Regions from separate parts of the Mus musculus genome. Here regions 2, 3, 4, 5 and 6 are each linked to region 1. A link is a contact called in public capture Hi-C and promoter capture Hi-C data. All regions are on one chromosome and are shown on one strand. The core of a region is the stretch at or near the end of the contact, and the rest is flanking DNA. Distances in the headings are between cores, read along the strand shown.

The links. Promoter capture Hi-C pulls out the DNA fragments that hold promoters and counts their contacts. Capture Hi-C pulls out chosen DNA fragments and counts their contacts.
Region 2: a promoter capture Hi-C map of liver shows a contact between it and region 1, with 5 times the contacts expected there. The contact joins the promoter of Cyfip2 here to the promoter of Il12b in region 1. A contact is called at or near these places in 2 of 39 promoter capture datasets (liver and pre-B cells), 1 of 115 datasets of contacts at active chromatin or transcription factors (large pre-B cells) and 1 of 9 other capture datasets (liver).
Region 3: a contact with region 1 is called in a promoter capture Hi-C map of pre-B cells. The contact joins the promoter of Fndc9 here to the promoter of Il12b in region 1. A contact is called at or near these places in 4 of 39 promoter capture datasets (the C10 cell line, hematopoietic stem and progenitor cells, liver and 1 more).
Region 4: a contact with region 1 is called in a capture Hi-C map of macrophages, with 4 times the contacts expected there. The contact joins the promoter of Thg1l here to the promoter of Il12b in region 1. A contact is called at or near these places in 6 of 39 promoter capture datasets (the 3T3-L1 cell line, the C10 cell line, hippocampal neurons and 2 more), 2 of 115 datasets of contacts at active chromatin or transcription factors (astrocytes and large pre-B cells) and 2 of 9 other capture datasets (adipose tissue and macrophages).
Region 5: a promoter capture Hi-C map of liver shows a contact between it and region 1, with 4 times the contacts expected there. The contact joins the enhancer-like site here to the promoter of Il12b in region 1. A contact is called at or near these places in 7 of 39 promoter capture datasets (the 3T3-L1 cell line, the C10 cell line, hippocampal neurons and 3 more), 1 of 115 datasets of contacts at active chromatin or transcription factors (astrocytes) and 1 of 9 other capture datasets (embryonic stem cells).
Region 6: a promoter capture Hi-C map of pre-B cells shows a contact between it and region 1, with 26 times the contacts expected there. The contact joins the promoter of F630206G17Rik here to the promoter of Il12b in region 1. A contact is called at or near these places in 9 of 39 promoter capture datasets (the 3T3-L1 cell line, the C10 cell line, hematopoietic stem and progenitor cells and 5 more) and 1 of 9 other capture datasets (liver).

The regions. Positions count from the first base shown.
Region 1 is chr11:44,398,526-44,401,416 of GRCm38.p6, forward strand. It overlaps Il12b (interleukin 12b), which reads left to right and starts at 1,538. Exons shown (of 8, transcript NM_001303244.1): 1 at 1,538-1,593.
Region 2 is chr11:46,310,831-46,313,721 of GRCm38.p6, forward strand. Cyfip2 (cytoplasmic FMR1 interacting protein 2) reads right to left here and starts at 1,528. Exons shown (of 31, transcript NM_133769.3): 1 at 1,397-1,528.
Region 3 is chr11:46,234,022-46,236,912 of GRCm38.p6, forward strand. Fndc9 (fibronectin type III domain containing 9) reads left to right here and starts at 1,536. Exons shown (of 2, transcript NM_177075.4): 1 at 1,536-1,575. The region is part of intron 23 of Cyfip2 (cytoplasmic FMR1 interacting protein 2); the gene reads right to left.
Region 4 is chr11:45,954,143-45,957,033 of GRCm38.p6, forward strand. Thg1l (tRNA-histidine guanylyltransferase 1-like (S. cerevisiae)) reads right to left here and starts at 1,361. Exons shown (of 6, transcript NM_001080969.3): 1 at 1,133-1,361; 2 at 1-90. The coding sequence starts at 1,323.
Region 5 is chr11:45,895,472-45,898,362 of GRCm38.p6, forward strand. All of the region lies in intron 8 of Clint1 (clathrin interactor 1), which reads left to right. Among named protein-coding and RNA genes, the nearest start is that of Clint1, 45 kb to the left of the region's middle. Within about 2 kb of position 1,525, at least 8 of the 459 cell types and tissues checked have an H3K27ac peak or open chromatin away from gene starts, as enhancers often do. A contact at or near this core is called in liver, where this site is marked.
Region 6 is chr11:45,806,595-45,809,485 of GRCm38.p6, forward strand. F630206G17Rik (RIKEN cDNA F630206G17 gene) reads left to right here and starts at 1,489. Exons shown (of 4, transcript NR_045876.1): 1 at 1,489-1,730.

The sequences.
Region 1 (2,891 bases), core at 288-2,787:
CAGCAGTGAGGCTAAGAGGAGTTATGTACCTTGTCAAGATCCAGTTCCTCGAGAGGCCAAAGATGGTGCTCTAACGAACTCCCGATCTGTCCTTGGGAGAGATGGGCAGAGGTAACCATGAGCTTTGCATGTAGGGTCAGTGTGACCAGCAATCTTAGTCACAGAGATTATGGCTGTCCTCAGAGATCCCCTAAAACTAGCACATTATTTTTTACTGCTATTTCACTATGCAACGAAACCTACTTTGTTCACTTAAGAATGATCTTGTATGCAAAACCAGTTTCACTCGAAGCCTAGGAGTACAGGGATGCCACTAGCTAGCTTGCTGTGACTGATGTCTCCACCCTCAGTTTGAAGCCGATCAGGACCAAAGAGGGATTGCAGCTGGGCTGCTGGAGTGAGGAAGTGTGTGGCTGGGAAGCTCCGCAGTTCTCTCCCCCTCCCCGCGCCCCAGGCAGACTGACACTTGGAAGAAAGTTAGGCCGGAAATCTACACCGCCCGAAACCTGACAGGGTCCAACCTCAGCCCTAGGAACTTCCCAGGAGGCGGGAACCCAGGCCAGGGACAGGAATGGAGAAGCGGCGGGTTGTGTCCCTTGCGTCCCAACCGCGAGGATGTCCTCGCTTCGCGCCCTCTATCGGCGGCTCTGAGAGTGGCTCTCATCTGTATGCGAACTGGATGTGCAAGAAGAGCTAATATTTCTGAGCACGGATGAGGAAGGGAGGTAACATCAACTTACAGGATTGCACACCTCTTTGCAATTTTAAACTCCTCAAGAAGAGAAACTACAAAGGGTTTATAGGACCACAGACACGTTATTACTGAAGTGAGAATATAGTATGGGTACCCAAAAGAGTGACCTTTGAATCATCTGTACGCTTGCCTATGTCTAGCTCAGTTCATGCTGCTATCAATCCATGAGTAAGGACCTATAAGCATAAGAGACGCCCTCAAAACACTATGACTTTTATTAGTTATTCACCTCCCCAGAGCTGTCCCTGGATACAGACAACATAGGTATGAGGTAGGGGGTACGTGGAGCCAAACAGGAGGTAATACCTTCTGAATTTAGATGCTAACAAGAAAACATGGGGAAAGGTGGCCCAGATACACTAGGCCCTTTATTCTTTGGGCCTGTAACACCTACTTATTTGATTGTGGCATGAACCATGAACTCGGTTTGGGGCAAGTCCTTCCTTTTTCTGCAGTCTGTGGAATCGGGAGAGGTTAGCCATTGCCGCCTCTATTCACCTTAGGCATGATGTAAACAGAAATTAGTATCTCTGCCTCCTTCCTTTTTCCACACCCCGAAGTCATTTCCTCTTAACCTGGGATTTCGACGTCTATATTCCCTCTGTATGATAGATGCACTCAGGGAGGCAAGGGGGGGAGGGAGGAACTTCTTAAAATTCCCCCAGAATGTTTTGACACTAGTTTTCAGTGTTGCAATTGAGACTAGTCAGTTTCTACTTTGGGTTTCCATCAGAAAGTTCTGTAGGAGTAGAGTATATAAGCACCAGGAGCAGCCAAGGCAGCAGAAGGAACAGTGGGTGTCCAGGCACATCAGACCAGGCAGCTCGCAGCAAAGCAAGGTAAGTTCTCTCCTCTTCCCTGTCGCTAACTCCCTGCATCTAGAGGCTGTCCAGATTCAGACTCCAGGGGACAGGCTACCCCTGAACCAGGCAGCGTGGGAGTGGGGTAAGTGGATTCTGGGAGCATCTCGGATGGCTTTCCCCGCTGGTGGAAACCAGGGGCTTTGACGACAGGGGCTTCAAATAGTCATTTAAAAAGTCAGCTAATTACAGATGTGATGGCGCACACCTGTAATCTCCAAATCTGGGAGGCAGGAAACAGAATGCACAGGAGTTTAAGGCCAGATTCAGCTGTGTAATGAGTTTGAGAGAGTCTCAAAAAATTGAGCTACTAATAATATGTGCCAAGCATTGTGGACAGATGTGTATTTGATAGAAAGGTTTGCTTTGTCTATATAGACACATATACTATGTGCATTTTCTTAAGTATTAATGCATATGTGTTAAGGAGTGTTGTTAAAATTCTGTTCTTGCCTTAAGAGTGAAACTTAAAAAAAAAAAAAGCCTTTCATGTACCCCTTCAAGCCTAAGCTCATCACTGAATGTCCTACCTGTGATGGCCTTTAGAATCAGCTATGATAATCAAAGTGGAGAGCTGGGTTTGGGGGTTCCTTTGGATTTTAACTAACTTTGCCACCTCTTCAAAACTGGAAAGCCCAAGGCATGTTCCAAACTATTTCCTAAAGGGTTCTAAAATCTGTGAGAAAGGGAAGGCTAATCTTCATGGGTTGGCTTCCTCTGCTTGCCCAGGTGAAATCATGAGCACCAGATGGGGCAGGGTGATGGGGCAGGGTGACATCTTGCTTTCACCCAGGGATCACTGAGCCTCAGCTGGGGGCTCCGTTTGTTCAAGCAAGGCATTTCAAGATGAAGTTAGGTCACCCCCAAGAATTCATTTTGCTGAGATCTGAAATACTGTGATTATTGCACCAACAATCCATGGACTCTCTCTAGGCTAGATTCTGGATATAAGACTAGACAGATATGACCTCTGTCACACACCTCGGTATGGGAAAGGGGGGACAGACATTAAAGACGTAATCAAATGATTGTCATTTCAGCGATGCTGAAGGGGAAGAGTAGCTATTTGGGGTCCTGTTTTCATTTGGGGCTCAAGCTGGCACTTTCTGTGGATCATTTCATGAACTCCTAACCTGACAGAGTTATTTTTAATCTAGGAGTACAGGCTTGACAAAGTCAACACAACTTGTCAAGGTCACATAACTAACAAGTGGCAGACTGAGGTCTGTTTGGCTGTAGAACCAAGGCCCTTTGCCCGTGCCCTCCTTGCCATCCCT
Region 2 (2,891 bases), core at 278-2,777, 1.9 Mb after region 1:
AATATTTTGACTTCAGCTCTGCTTCCTATTAAAATGTCTCCTATCCTCGGCTTCCTTTCTGATCCCATGACTTAAGAAGCGCCTGCTCTACATCCAATGGGAAAACCTTTTGTATTTAGCTCTTCAAGATAAATACCACTCACTGGCTCCTTTCTCAAGCAAGTTTGACAGGAGAGAAGGGACCCAAGGAGCATCGGGTGGAGGGGGGGAAAGCCACAGAAGGGGGGATGGTGGTAGGGACAACTACCTTCAAGGACTTACAATCCCGACTATAGATATTAATCTATATTTTTGTCCTCCGACAATGGCGGGAGGGGGGGGTGTCACTGAGTGCTAGGCAATGGTTCTTGCAGGGCCTGTGCCCAAGAATAAGGCTGGTCACTTCTAAGGGAAGGGGTCAAGAGGTAGAAATGGTTGCTTAGGAGCAACAGTCAGTCGTCAGTCTGATCCCTAAGTCTTCCTGCCCAACTGTGGGGCTGTGGGCACTAAAGAATTGGGCTAGCCAAGTTCTAAGTCTGGACTGGAAAACACCCAGATAGTCGCGGGAGAAAACCAACAGTCGGTTCAACCATGCTCCCTGCCCCCACCCTTAGCCACAAGCTACTCCTCTTCCTGTACACACAGGAGGGCTTACCTTCCTGAAGGTGATGTGGCAATCTCCCACAACAGACAGGTGGGCAGCTAAATACGAAGGAAACCTTGACCCCTAGGATTCCATCACCCCACCTTTCTCCTCCCCAAAGCCATCCAGGGGAGAGGCGCTAGTATAGGCCAGAACGCTTCGAAGCAGGTCAGCCATGCCTCCCGGCTCATCAGAGCTTTCCTCTCCCAAACCGTGCCGCTGTGGCCCCGGCCCCACCCGGCTTCGGTTCACCGCGGGCGCCCAGTACCCCCTTGCCTGTCAGGCGGGCCCAGGCAGCTCTCTCTGGCCTTGGCTGAATGATGGTGGCCGCGACCGCAGAGGCGGGGACTGCCCGGCGATCTGCAGTATGTAGGTGCAGGGATGTAGCCCCCTCTGGGCTTGTGGCCCCTGCAGGTATCCCTGGTCCCCGAGACTATCCCTGCCTCTTTTTAGGGCGGGTGGCTCCGGCCCAGGCCACGCACCTGCTGTGGCTGCCGCTGAGGCTGCTGCGCGGAGCTCTGCGCTGTACCCACGACTTCTGGAAAACGCTCCCTGCCCAGGGCGCCCGGGGCGGCCGAGGGGAGAAGGGACAACACAGGCCTGTAGCCCGGCCTCCAGGGACCTGAAGCCGTGTAGCCTCGGGCGCCAAGCCAAGCGCCCCCAACGGGCTGGGAGAAGTGGCGCCCGCCCCTCGCGCATCCTCAGGAACGCATCCACCGCCTAGGCAGCATTTCGGTTCCTGCATCAGCCCTGTTGTCTCCGAGAGTCCCTTACCTGGCTCGGTGGCAGGTCCAGGGGAGGGACCCGAGGCTACCGCAGGGCCCCGCGCCGGGGCGCAGGATGCTTAGCCCCGCTCCGCCGCTGCGCCGGCGGACCGCCGCGCCCCGCCCGCGGCCCCGCCTCTCCGCCTGCCGCGGCTCCTCCCCTGGCCGCGGTGCCCAGCCCCTTCGCCGCGGCTGCTGTCACACAAAGAGCCGGAAATGGCTGCGGCGAGGGGCTCCCTGCGCACCCCTGACCTGCAACCTCCTGAACCCATACCTTCCAGCCTTAGAGTATCCAGCCTCCGGACTCTGGAGGTGGAGGAGGGACGACTTTCCTGCTGCCGCCTGCATCACCAGCGACACCTGCCACTCCAGAAGGAAGGAAGCGTCAGCTCCTTTCGCATCTCCCCGGTGTCAAATTATTTTCATATAGTCATTTATTCACCACATCTTTATCGACTACCTGTTTTGTTCCAAGCATCTTGCCAAGAGCCAGGCACGCACTAGTGTGCAGTAGAGCCCCTGCTCGCTTGGAGCTTATTATTTGCCAGCATTAACTGACCTAACAGGAGTCCAATGACAGCTGCTTTCCCAAAGAAGGGAGCAGGCTAAGTGAGAGGTTGAGCCCTTCCACCACTTGAAGAATAACTTCCCAGAGGGCACGGGCTCAGAGGGCACGGGCTCAGAGGGCACAGGCTCAGCGGGAGAAAGCGCTTGCAGCCAAGCTTGATGATGACCTGAGTTCGATTCCCAGGATCCACAAGGTAGAAGGAGAGAGACAGCTTCTGTATATTGTGTTCTGACCTCCACCCACATGCATATATGCACATTACACAGACACACAGACACATACACACACCCATACACACACACAATAAATAAATGTAATAATTTAAAAACAAAGAGAAACATCTACTTCCTTTCCATTTCTTAGTGTAAAAATGTACAGCTATTATGTGTGTGTGTGCGTGTGTGTGTGTGTGTGTGTGTGTGTGTGTGTGTGTGTGTGCGCGCGCGCGTGCCCATGTCGATCCCATTGAGGTAGAATTGACTCGTGGACAAAATCATGATAAGCTGACTTTTAGGCAAACCTAGGAAGGAGCTGAGGAGACAGAAGCCTCTTAGATGCTGCTTAGGGCTCTTCAAAGAATCCATTGCTCCTTGAGACATAACTCGGAGGGCTTTAGGTAGGGATGAGGCCAGCTGCATTCAGTCCTGACCTGAACCCACCCCAGCATGGTACTGCTCTGAGTGGGAGATGCAGTACCTGCAATAAAGGGAATAATAGTTGCTCTGGGTACCATATATATATATATATATATATATATATATATATATATATATATATATATATATATATATGTGTGTGTGTGTGTGTGTATGTATATAAAGTATTTATTTTATTCTGTGTGTATGGGTATTTTGATTGCATGCACATATATGTGTACCGCATGCATGCCTGGTGCCAAGAATAATCTGGAACTGGAGATACAGATAATTGTGAGATG
Region 3 (2,891 bases), core at 286-2,785, 1.8 Mb after region 1:
GGATAAACAGAAAATTCAGGAGTCCTCAAAGGCAAGGCAGACTGGGTCCCATCTGCCCCAGGAACACTAAGCAGCTTCCATTTCTCGCGTCAGTTCCAGGTGACTGACTGACTGACTGGCTGACTGGCTGGCTGGCTGGCAAGCAGCCGTTCATTCATATGTCTGTGCTCAGAACTCCAAGGCTGAGTGTGAGCTCAGCCAGGAGGGGAGATGTGCTGTATTCCTAGAATGCTGTGACAGACTGGCACAAACATGGTGGCTCATAAGTGACAGGATGCTTTCTCACACAGTTCTGTGGACAGGAAGCCTGAAATCAGCACGTCTGCAGGACAGCTCCCCTGTCCCGTCCCCCCATCCCCATCCCCTATCCCCGCCCGCTGCTCATGGATCCATTGCTTCCACTCCTGCCTCTGCCTCCACATGGCCTCCTCTTGTGTGTGTGTCTCCATGGGTTCAAACGTTCATTCTCTTAGAAAGACTCCATAGAAGTGATCAAGGGTGATTTCATCTCGCGATCCTTAACTAATTAACACCCATGAAGGCTCTACTTCTAAAGCCATGCTCTAAAGTTCATGTTGAGGGACCACCAGTCCATGGGAGATAATGGTTGAGCAATCTTGACAAGGGTATTTGAAATGTTGGTACCCGTGTTTTGCCCCTGAGGTGTTCGAAGCTTTAGAGTTGAAGGAACTGGGATCCAGGCAATACAAGAATCTCGCCCAGAACCATCATGTAGAGGCACTGCAGGAAATGAGAGGAAGGAGGGGGAGAATTTCCAGGGGGGAAGTGGGACAGGAAAGGAGGGGACAAGTTCGCCACAGAACCGAAGGGCATCTTTGCATTTGAAACCACTATCCACAGATGGAGATGGAGTAAGACAATGATCACTGGTCAGCCTTCAAGATGGCTCAGCAGTAAACCCCTTACCTCAAGGAGCCTCAGGACCTGAGTTCAATCCCCAGAACCCACATAAAAATGCCAGACACGGGGGTGTGCCTTTGTACCTCAGAGCTTGCAAAGCTCACTGGCCAGCTGGCCTTAGCCTGCTGGGTGCAAATTCCAGGCTCATGAGAGACTTTGTCTCAAACAGAGAGTAGACGGTTCTGGAGAAATGACACTTAAGGGCTGCCTTCTGATCTCTACATAGGTATGACATGAACATGTGTACCTGAAGAGAGAGAGAGAGAGAGAGAGAGAGAGAGAGCGCCAACTACAGAGAAAATACACAAGCACTAGAAGAATGTGCTATCTTGGGGATCAACCTGCAAAATTTTTCAACCTGCTCGTTTCTTGCTGAAGGAACCAAAGCTCCTTTCACTGGCAAAAGCCTACTCAGACTGGTCCCTGAAAGCATTGTGCGTAGATGCCTGCTGGTTGCCATGGTGAATGATGCTGATCTGAAGAATGAATAATGTGAGCGTTGGGGGCGACAGTGGGATTACTCAGTGGTGAGTGAGAAACATCAAGGAGAGCCTGGTGCGGAGGAGGGAGAAGAGGGAGAAGCTCGTCACCTGGGATCCGGTCCGCTCCGGCTCAGAGGGGAGACGTCTATACCAGACACACTGCGAGCATCAGGTAAGAGGCATGGATGGCTGTCTTGGAAATAAAAATGGCTTTTCCTTTCACACTCTGCCTGGAGAGGGGCCAGGCTGTGGGGACTGGATAGCTAAAAATGGGAAGAGTTTAAAAACAGAAGACGGGGAGAAAAAAAAAAATAAATACGAAGAGATGGATTTGTCCCTGGAAGCTGGAGATGCTGTAGAAGCAGTCTCGGTGGAAGCTCTTAGAAACGTCTGCTGCAGGGAACCCAGGCTATAAGATGGCCAGCAGCAGGGGGGAGGCAAGCAGAAGGGGAGGTATGTGTACAAGGACAGGATGCCCGATCACCCCGATGGGAGGGCCTTACAGGGCGCCTGTGTATTAACAGGGTATGAATTCCGCCCACTTACGGAGGTTGGAAGTGTGTTTGTTGGGTATGTAGGTCCCTGGGTGGGGAGGTGGGCATACATCAAGAGACCCGAGGGAGAGTAAGTCCGTTTCCTTCTGAAAGCCATCTCTGGGAGGCTCTGTACACCCCTGCCTCATCTTTTGTATTTCCCATTTACTGGGTGCAAATTCCCAGCCACGTGGAGAGGAGGAAGCTGCTTTCTCAAGCATGTCACTGTCTTTAGAGATGGAAACCAAGGACTGAAAACTTACTTCACGCTGTTACGTTTTCCCCTGGCTCACCTAGCCTAACAACACAAGCCCAGAAACAGAAATCAGTTTGGCTTAATATTCACTTTGGGCTGAACGTGCCCGCTTGCCATTTCAATCTTCCGCAGCATCTGCACTTCTGGCTGGGGATGGGGAATGGAGAAGAAGGCAGAGGGAGACCGGAACATATAGAGCCTGGCAACGCTTGTCTAGATTTTTGATCAGGGGGGATTCAGAAGGAAAGCTTTCTCTCAATCGGAGAGAATGAAAGAAAACCCAAAAACCTTGATGCCTCTCCTTTACCAAAGCTGAAAGGCTTACAATCTGAACAGGGCTCATCTGCCATACAGCCAACCAGGGTACCTCATTTACCAATAATTTAATAATAATAATAATAATAATAAATAATCAACAATAATAATCTATTACTGAACTCAGGGGCTCTGCATTGAAATACAGTGGCTAAGTGGGTAAGTTCTCTCTCTTCCTGTGAGCTGATACTCCAGGCCGCTCATTAATAAGATGGGAATGGAGTCTGTTATTGTGGGAGAAGCCACCTGGCACAGCCTGGATCCAGCAACTGCCGATTTGCTGTGGTTCTCAACCCCTTTGGGGGCCAAACGACCATTGGAAAACACAAACATTTACATTACAAGTCATGACGGTAGCAAAATTACAGTTATGAAGTAGCAACA
Region 4 (2,891 bases), core at 111-2,610, 1.6 Mb after region 1:
AGCTCCTCCATTACTGTCTGGGCACATTTGGTCATCAGATGGAGGGCCCGACTGTCATTAGGTTTGGCAAAGTTGTGCTCCTCAGCAAACCTTCATAGAGGAAAGAGAGGGGCACAAGCGGTGGAGAGTGTCATCACCAACACCATCCACAGAGGCAGTTAAGAGAGATGGAGAGATAGCTCAGTAGGTAAACTGTCAGGACCAAGTTCTAGCCCCAAAACATAAAACAGGGTGGGGGCTTGGTGGCACCTGCTTGTCATCCCAGTGCTGGAGAGGTGGAGGCAGGATTCCTGGGGCTAGATGACCACCAGGCTAGAGTATCTGGTGAGTTCCAAGGAAGTTCCATGAGAGACTGTCTCAAGAAAAACAAGGAGGACAGCTCTGAGGAGGGACACCCAACATTAACCCTAAACTTACGCATAAGCATGTACAGAAAAAAAAAAAAAACACGTTTTTCTTTCTTACTTTGACACACTGACAAAAAGGGATACAACTGCTAGGCTTCAATCCACTTTTCTGTGAAGTTTCACCTTACTGGGTGAATTGAGAACACTATTACCTTATCAGGTTGTATTGCTGATTAGGAGATCAAAATGCTCTTACTAAGTGCTCAATAAACATTACTATAGCTCTATGTACTTAAACAGCTATAAAATGGTAATAACGAATAACATAGCCCTTTATTGAAATTAAGTCCCCAATAGTTTACTCTCCTTTTTTCTTCCTGACTCTAGTGCAGTCAGTTCATGTAATATGAAGCTGACTATGAGAACGGGACATACTATCAACTCATGACCACAGTTAGGCTTATGCGGGCCTCTTAACAACTCTCAAAAATAACAAAAGGGTCGCACGTGTGACTGAAGTTTAAGTAGTGGACCGAGAAATGACACCTCCCCCCCACACACACACACACACAAAGTTCTTGCAAACTGGTTTCAGCTAAAGTAGCACGGGTTTTTCACCAATTACAGTACCCAGTTCCTTTTAAATATCTCAACCACCTAGCAAGTCCTTCAGGCGACGCTCAATGCTGAGTGTTCATTGGCTGTCGCGTTACCCCGGTAACTACGAGAGGCGCACTTCCCGGAAGTGTGGGCGCACCACGCGGTCTCCCGCCCCTCCAGCTCACCGGTGGAAATTCCGGCCGTCCAGCCGCACCACCACCCAGCAGTGCGGCAGGCATGTGTCCTGAACCTCAAAATTCCGCACGTACTCAAACTTGCTCTTGGCCATGGCCACCCCCAATCTCAGGCACCGTCTTAAAATAACGGAAGTAGCAGCCAAAAGACTGCCGATCCTCGCTGTGCGGAAAGCCCACATTCGCCATAAGGAAGCAATGGACGGGCCCCACCCCGGAAGTTCCTGTCGCTGTCAGAGCCGCTCTAGCCACGGTGGAGGTTTCTCTATTGACTCTATTGCCTTCAACTCAGCTGGCTGCCAGGCGTGTTCTTCTGGGCTGTGGGTGCCTGTCTGTTACCCCGTAGGCAGCAAATCGCAAGCTATCAGATGTTGTTTTGTGACCAAGTTTAAAAGTATAGTTGTGACCTTTTTGTCTTGTACTTCTAAATAGCATTTATAAAGCATTTCTAAGTAGCATTTCTAAATTCCTTGCTAAGATGAAATACACTAAATTATCACTTTATAGTTCGGGGATGGGGTGGGGAGGATCTTCTAGATTCTTCTAGGTAAGTTTAAACAAGGAACATAAAATAGAAATTGATCATCTGTACAATTTTGTATTTTCTTCCATTGACCCTGTTTGGTTTTTTTTTTTTTTTTTCTAGAGTTATTTAGTGGTTGTTCCAGTAAAGTGTGATTTAAACAAAGAAAGGGCCAGCAAGACAACTCAGTCTGTAAAGATGCTTGATGCCAGGTGTGATAACTTTGATCCCTGGAAGCCACATGGTGTGTCCTTCCTTTCTCAGGCTTTCCAAAAGTGAATACCAGAGGCAGGTTACCCTGCCATATGTCATTAGGTGAATTTAAAATTTGTACTCATCACTATTAAAAGATTTTGTATGTGTGTGGGTGAGTTTATGTGCATCTGTGGAGGTCAGAGGAAGACATCAAGTATCTTCGTCAATCCCCCTTCATCTTAATTTTAAGACTGCCTTTCACTGATCCTGGCTCTCACTGGTTGACCTAGAAGTCACTAGATGGCCAGCAAGTTTGAGGGAGCCTCCTCTCTCTGCCTATCTCACACTGGGGCTGATGGGTATAAGCTTCCACATCCCACTTTATATCTGAATGTTGAGAATTTGACTTTGGATTTCTACGCTTGCCTGGCAAACATAATAATTACAGGGCCATCTGCCCACTCTTGAACTCAGGATTGTTTTAAAATGCATTTCCTAGCTTTGCCCACTGGGCACAGATGAAATGATACCCTGAAAGCAATAGGCATACAATTCGTGGTTGCTAACACCTCTCTCCACTAGAGTATACTCCTAGAAGAAGTGACTGCCTCCTAGTTAGATGAGTCACAGAAAACACAAAATGAGACTGGGGCACATGTTGTGGCAGAAGGGAAAGAACTGCTAGGAGTAATAAGACGAAGTGACAAAATGAGCCCAGAGGACTAGTGCTGCCACTGAGCAAATCTGAGGTGATTTGAGTATCAGAACAACAGTGAGTGATTATCATGTATGGAATAAGTGAAGGCCCAGGCAACATAACAATACTCAAAGAGAGGAAAGTTCATGGATAGTTTTGGAAGTATTGTTACACTAACTTCTTACACTGGCAATTGATTATTAAAGGGAACAAGGCCCTTTTCTTGTCTTTTATATAGAACTACAATTCAATGCCAGTTGATGAGAGGAAGCCTTTTACAAAAGAGTGCCGGCTAGTTTCAAACACAGAATGGTGGGCTCAGAGAATCAGTTTTG
Region 5 (2,891 bases), core at 275-2,774, 1.5 Mb after region 1:
ATATAGTTTCTTAGTAGAGCATTTGCCAAGCATTTGTGTGACTCTGGACTCTACAGTCCTGCAGAAATACTTCCTGGATTTACTAATGTGAAATTAATGAGCATTCTCTGCTATTTGGAGAGAATTATTTGACTGCCTAACAGGAAGAAGGTGAGAATTTGGTAACCCCTTACCCTAATTTCTTTGGTGCCTATGAGTGACTATGTGGGTTACCTTTGCTTTCTCGGCCTTACAGTCAGACACCCATTTCTCAAAGCTTTAGAAAGATCTCACCTAGTTTTAAACCTTCTGACCTTTAGGCCTTGAGAGGAAAAACTGTTGGTTGTAGTCCACAAGTCTCAGTGACTGGTAAATGTGACCTCAGATCACTGTGACATGTCTCAGTTCACAGGGCTTCCTCTCCTCTCCATACTGCTTCCTCCTTCAGAGTCTAATATGTTGATGACATTTTTCACAAAGAGTTTGGAGGCTTTGTTGTTTGCATGTTTAAGCTGTTAAGATGTGAAAATTTACATTAACATTCACCTTTTAAATTTTCCTTTATAAAAATATGTGTTACTCTGTATGCTTTTGTTACATGCCCTAAACTTCATTATGGTTGTCAAAGCAGATATATGCTCATTACTACTTTTTCATCTGTCAGCGAGTGTGTGCTGACCCAGACACTGGAATTCTTGGGCTCTTGGAAAAGTCAAATAAAGGAAGTAATCGTCAGTCAAAGGGCAATAATTGACTGTAATTACCTAGTTATAAGCATGCTGGGTGCTTTGCAGGGAAGGGGGCACTATATGAATATATATAACTGACTTCCTATTAAGCTTATTGGAAGAGGGCTGTGGCCAGGGTGGAGTGCACATGCCTGTGCCTACAGCTCTTGGCAAGCAGAGTTGAGAGGGTCTCCAGGCAACCTGGGCAAAATACCCAGATCTGTCAGAGAGAAGGGGGAGAACATCACATTGAACAGTGGATGACGCCTGTCTCAGTGGTGAGACTAAGGATTTCTTCTTGTGATCTCCAGTGTGTGCTAACTTTGAGTAATTCCTAACAACTTGGATACCATAGGATTGCACTTGATGATTACAGTCTTAATAAACTACTGTATTCCAATAAAAAATAGCTCAAGGTAAGAGCTTTTTAAGGATAGTTTTTCTAAGGCTCTTTAAAGTTGATTACATTCAAATATAGATGAGCAGGATGCAGGTTGAACTAATGTCCAAAGGGCAGCTGTTTTCAAGTTGTGTAAATAATTCCCAAAAGCAAAGCTTTTGGACTTGCTTTTTGCTTTAAGCACAAGTCCGTGATATAAATTGCTTTTCATAAATAGATTAGTGATTGTAAAACCACCAGTTCTTTTCTTTCTCTCATGCTGTCATGAACTACTGGCCTAGGAATAAACTTGCAAGGCATCTGGTTTGACCTGGTTCTGAGACCCTTCTGTCACTGTTCTACAATGACTGTGACCTAGAGAGGCTGCCACACTCACAGCAGCAGAACGCTGCCCTGGGTGTCTGAACAGCCGCTGGGTGCTGTCTCTGTATATTTAAGATTGGAGCTACAGTGCGAACTGGTAGTTAGCATACAGCCATCTAATGTGTCACAGAATAGCAGTTATTTTGGACTTCCTGGCACGAACTATGAAAAGGCCCTGTTTAAGTCAAAGAATTAAGTAACTGGGAAGATCATCTGTATGCCATGACTTTCCTCCTCTGTGACCCAAGATTTCTTTGAACAAAAAATTGCTTTGAGCAGAAAGAACCCTTTGAGTGTTTTTTCTTCTCTGGTGTAAATGGTAGACTGACTTATATACATATAACAATTAATATAGTAACTGAGGCAGAATTTAAATGAAATCTGCAAGGTTTTTTGCCCTTAAAATTTAGCTTAATATTATCTCAAAAGCAACTGAACATGGTTTGACATCAGAATTACTTTTTAATAACTTCATTTGAAATATATATTTAGCCGTGGATCTTAAATGAAGTTCTGCTACAGAAGGAAGTTAAATTTAAAAACTAGCACTTGCACATGAGACTGTGTAAGGACCTGCCAGATGTCCTGTATGTATAATAAGACTCCCATGCAAGTGATAGGGCCACAGACCACCAGTGAGGTAAGCAAGCATCTGCTCATGGCCCCCTCAGCAGATGAGCATCTCCATAGCCGTGTGTGTGTGTGTGTGTGTGTGTGTGTGTGTGTGTTTACATCATCATTGCTAGCATTTTACAGAATATCTGCTAAAATGTGCTAAAATACTTGATTAAAATCTGTAGACTATCTGACCAAATTTATAACTGCATATGTGAAACCTAGGCTGTGTGTCATCTTGTTCTTGAGTTTGTTTTGATACATGCTCCATCATAATCTTCCATTACAGTTAGTCTTCTAGAGATGATGTTTCAGTGCCTGCTACAGAAAGTTTTCCTAAGTCAGTGCTAGAAAATAGGTATTAAAATTAGAAACTAAGCCAACTAAAAATAGAATGCTAAAAACATTCCATTTCTCTTTTAGTGTGAGTCAACCTTGTAGGCTTTGTCCCTTTGTGAATAAGGAATTTAGGTCTTAACTTACTGCTCCACAAGCTGTATGTCTCTTGAGTGAGAGTGGAGAGAAACGTGTCACCAGTACAACTAGAAAAACTGTGTTAATAGGGCTTAGTACAAAACAGGGGTTCTTTGTGTAGCCCTGGCTGTCCTGGATCTCACTCTGTAGACCAGGCTGGCCTCGAACTCAGATCTGCTTGCCTCTGCCTCCCGAGTGCTTGGATTAAAGGCGTGCACTGCCATCACGTTTCCCAGGCTTAAAAACATTTTTTAAGGACTGAAAATGTATCAAGTCCAAATTATTCCTTATCATTTGAACCTACCTGCATTTTACATGGATTGGAAGCACAG
Region 6 (2,891 bases), core at 239-2,738, 1.4 Mb after region 1:
CCATGGTCACTTGGTTCTGTTTGTTCCTGGACAGCCCCTGGGGATATGCCACCTGTTATCAGCAAGCATCTCTTTATGGAGGTACAATGTGCTTCTGACAATCACAGGATGGAGTTTTTTTCCTTATTACTGTGCCAGCCCCTGGCTACCATAGCCACTACCCAGAAATATCTGCTAACCAACTGGCAAGGTGAGGACCTTGTGTTAAGTTCTGGGCCTGACTTTTTGTGGAGATCTTGGAGGAGCAGAGTGTCTCCGATGCCTAGCTGGCTCGGTCCTTCATCATTTGTGGAAGGACAGTGCTTGCATAGACATCATCCTGAGTTGCCTTGCCTGGTTTTGGTTTGTGACTAAGTCTCACTTCATCTTCTTATACTTTAAGTAGTTCTACTTCCTCTTGTGCCCAAGGCCAATAATGCTCATTGGTAAGTACCATGAGGACTGACTGAGGGACATAGTTGAATTGGAAAGTACACGAGGACTTGAATAGCCAAGAGTGGGGCAAAATCACAAGCATGAAGTGGTTAATAATATGAGATCACTGGTGCATGCAAATTTTTATCTAGAAGAACCATTAAGAAACATGGGGGTGGGGGGGAATTTGCACACACTTCATCCCAGTAGACTGCCTGAGCCTGTAGAGTCCATCCAGCTGAATTTATACTTATAAAAATTGTTTGCTGTTTCCTTAGTTAAATTCTATTTTAACTAGACAGTCTCTATTTGTATTTGCTAAATTGGCAACCTCACCCCTAAGGGACATGTGACAATATCTGGGCAGATATTTCACTATTGAAAATACTAACTGGTATCTAGTAAATAAAGGCCAGGGACACACAGGGCAGAGTCAGCCCACAGTAATCTGGCCCCAAATATTAATAATGCCACCATCAAGGGAGCCTGATCTAAGTGAGAGATTAGTACTGATGTATCTAACCCAAGCATTCAGGAAAGTAGGGCAGGGAGTGGGGCAAGGACATAGTTCAGTGCTAAGGTACTTGGTTTACATGTGTGAGGTCCTGGGTTCTAACCTCAGCAGTGCAAACACACAATACCCCAATTAGATCATAAAATAAACTCATTATATTGAAGGTGGGTGTGGTGGTAACACATGCCTGTACTCTCAACACTTGTGTGGCTGGAAAGAAGAGCCTAGAGTCTGAAACATTAAAATGAACATCCAAAGAAGATGTTCAGAGTGAAGGAAGTCTTTCCCCACCCTGGGGATCGCAGGAGAAACAAAGCATGCTCCAGACCACTATGCTGGAAGACTGGAAACCCTTCCAAACCTGGACTTCTTCCCATGAAGAAAGCGTGCTGGAGAAAAGCATAGAAATGCCGTGTAATCGGCTCTGCACCTCGCCCTGCTGTGGCTTGTTCTCTCCACTCACAAGCCCACTTCTGTTCTGGGCAGTGGTTTCCCTTCCTTAATAAACTATATTTCTGTCTCTAACCACGTGTCCTCGGCCCAATCATTCTGGTGCCCTAGACCACAAGAGCCCGAAATAAGATGGCCTCTAAACTTGGATCTGCAGCCCTGCGCCAAGTGTGTTTCTTCTTTTATCTCTGTCGATGCTGGCCAAAAGCCTGGGTGAGCTTGCTTGCCCTCGAGCTCGGTGCAAGACTACTTCTCTGAAGCCCCCACCCCACCCCCCCATCTACCATGCAGTTTTATACAGCCCTCCCTCCATCGCTGATCACCCAGCTGTCTCGGACCCTAACTCAAAAAGGTATGACTTTCTCTGCTCCCCTCTCTCTCCTTCCTCTCAGTAGCTGCTTGACATTTACCCTTGACTACTCAGCCACTTTTCTCCGGATCTCTAACTGTCCTCTAACTCCCTTCTGAGTCTGTTTTTAAATCTTTGTATGAGTGAGACTGAGAACTTGAAAGGAACCCAAATTCCCTTCACATTGGGGGGGCGGGGGGGGTGGAGGAAGGAAGATCAGCAACTGCGGGTCATCCTTGACTACAGAGCAAGCTGAGGCCAGCCTGTGCTACATTAGATCTCGCTTCAAAAATAAATAAATAAATAAAAGGAGAGGGGGGAGGGTAAAAGCTGAAGTTGGGGAGAAAGAACAGCAGTGAGGGTGCAGAAAGGTTTGAAGAGAGCCTGGGCTATATAGCAAAACACTGTGTCCTAGAAAGACAATGTCACTCACTGCAAAGTATCCAGTATCCAGTTAGGTGTGTAAGGTAGCAATAGGACACTTGTCCCAACCCCTACTGACAAAAACGCAGTGCCATTAAAATACCACAGTAGGATAGCATCCCCTTAAACACCTATAAGTCTCTTAACCACTCCACTCCCATCTCCTTTGAAAAGGTGTTTGTGAAGTTTATTGTGAATCTCTAAGCTACTAAAAACTAGAACTTTTCGGGGGAGGGAGAATTTGGGGGAGGGCATTCTTTTGTACTTGTTATTTGTTTTTGCAGTGTGGGGGTGGAACACGGGGGGGGGGGGGGGGAGGGCTTGCCCATGCAGCACTAAACTGCCCCATTGCCCTCTTTGAAATGGGTATTTTATCGTGGAGAAACACACAAAATCCTCACTGCATTTGGTAGAGGGAACTCAAATATTACTGGATATTCCAGGCTCTCACTGAGCCCTACAAGGAATGAAAACAACTGCTAAACGAAACCAGTGCACTTCCAGCAAAGCCACCTTCCCCTTTCCAACTCTCTGAAGAGGTCCATTGCAAAGGGTGTGTTTCTGCGTGTGTGTGTGTGTGTGTGTGTGTGTGTGTCTCTGTCTGTCTGTCTGTCTGTGACTGTGTGTCTGTGTCTGTGTGTGTTTTCCAGAGAAGATCAAAAGTTTTCACAGCTGATTAGCATCCAGAAAGCAACAGCCTGCTTTAACCTTGAGATGCAAATAGTCAAAGATTGTCAAGGG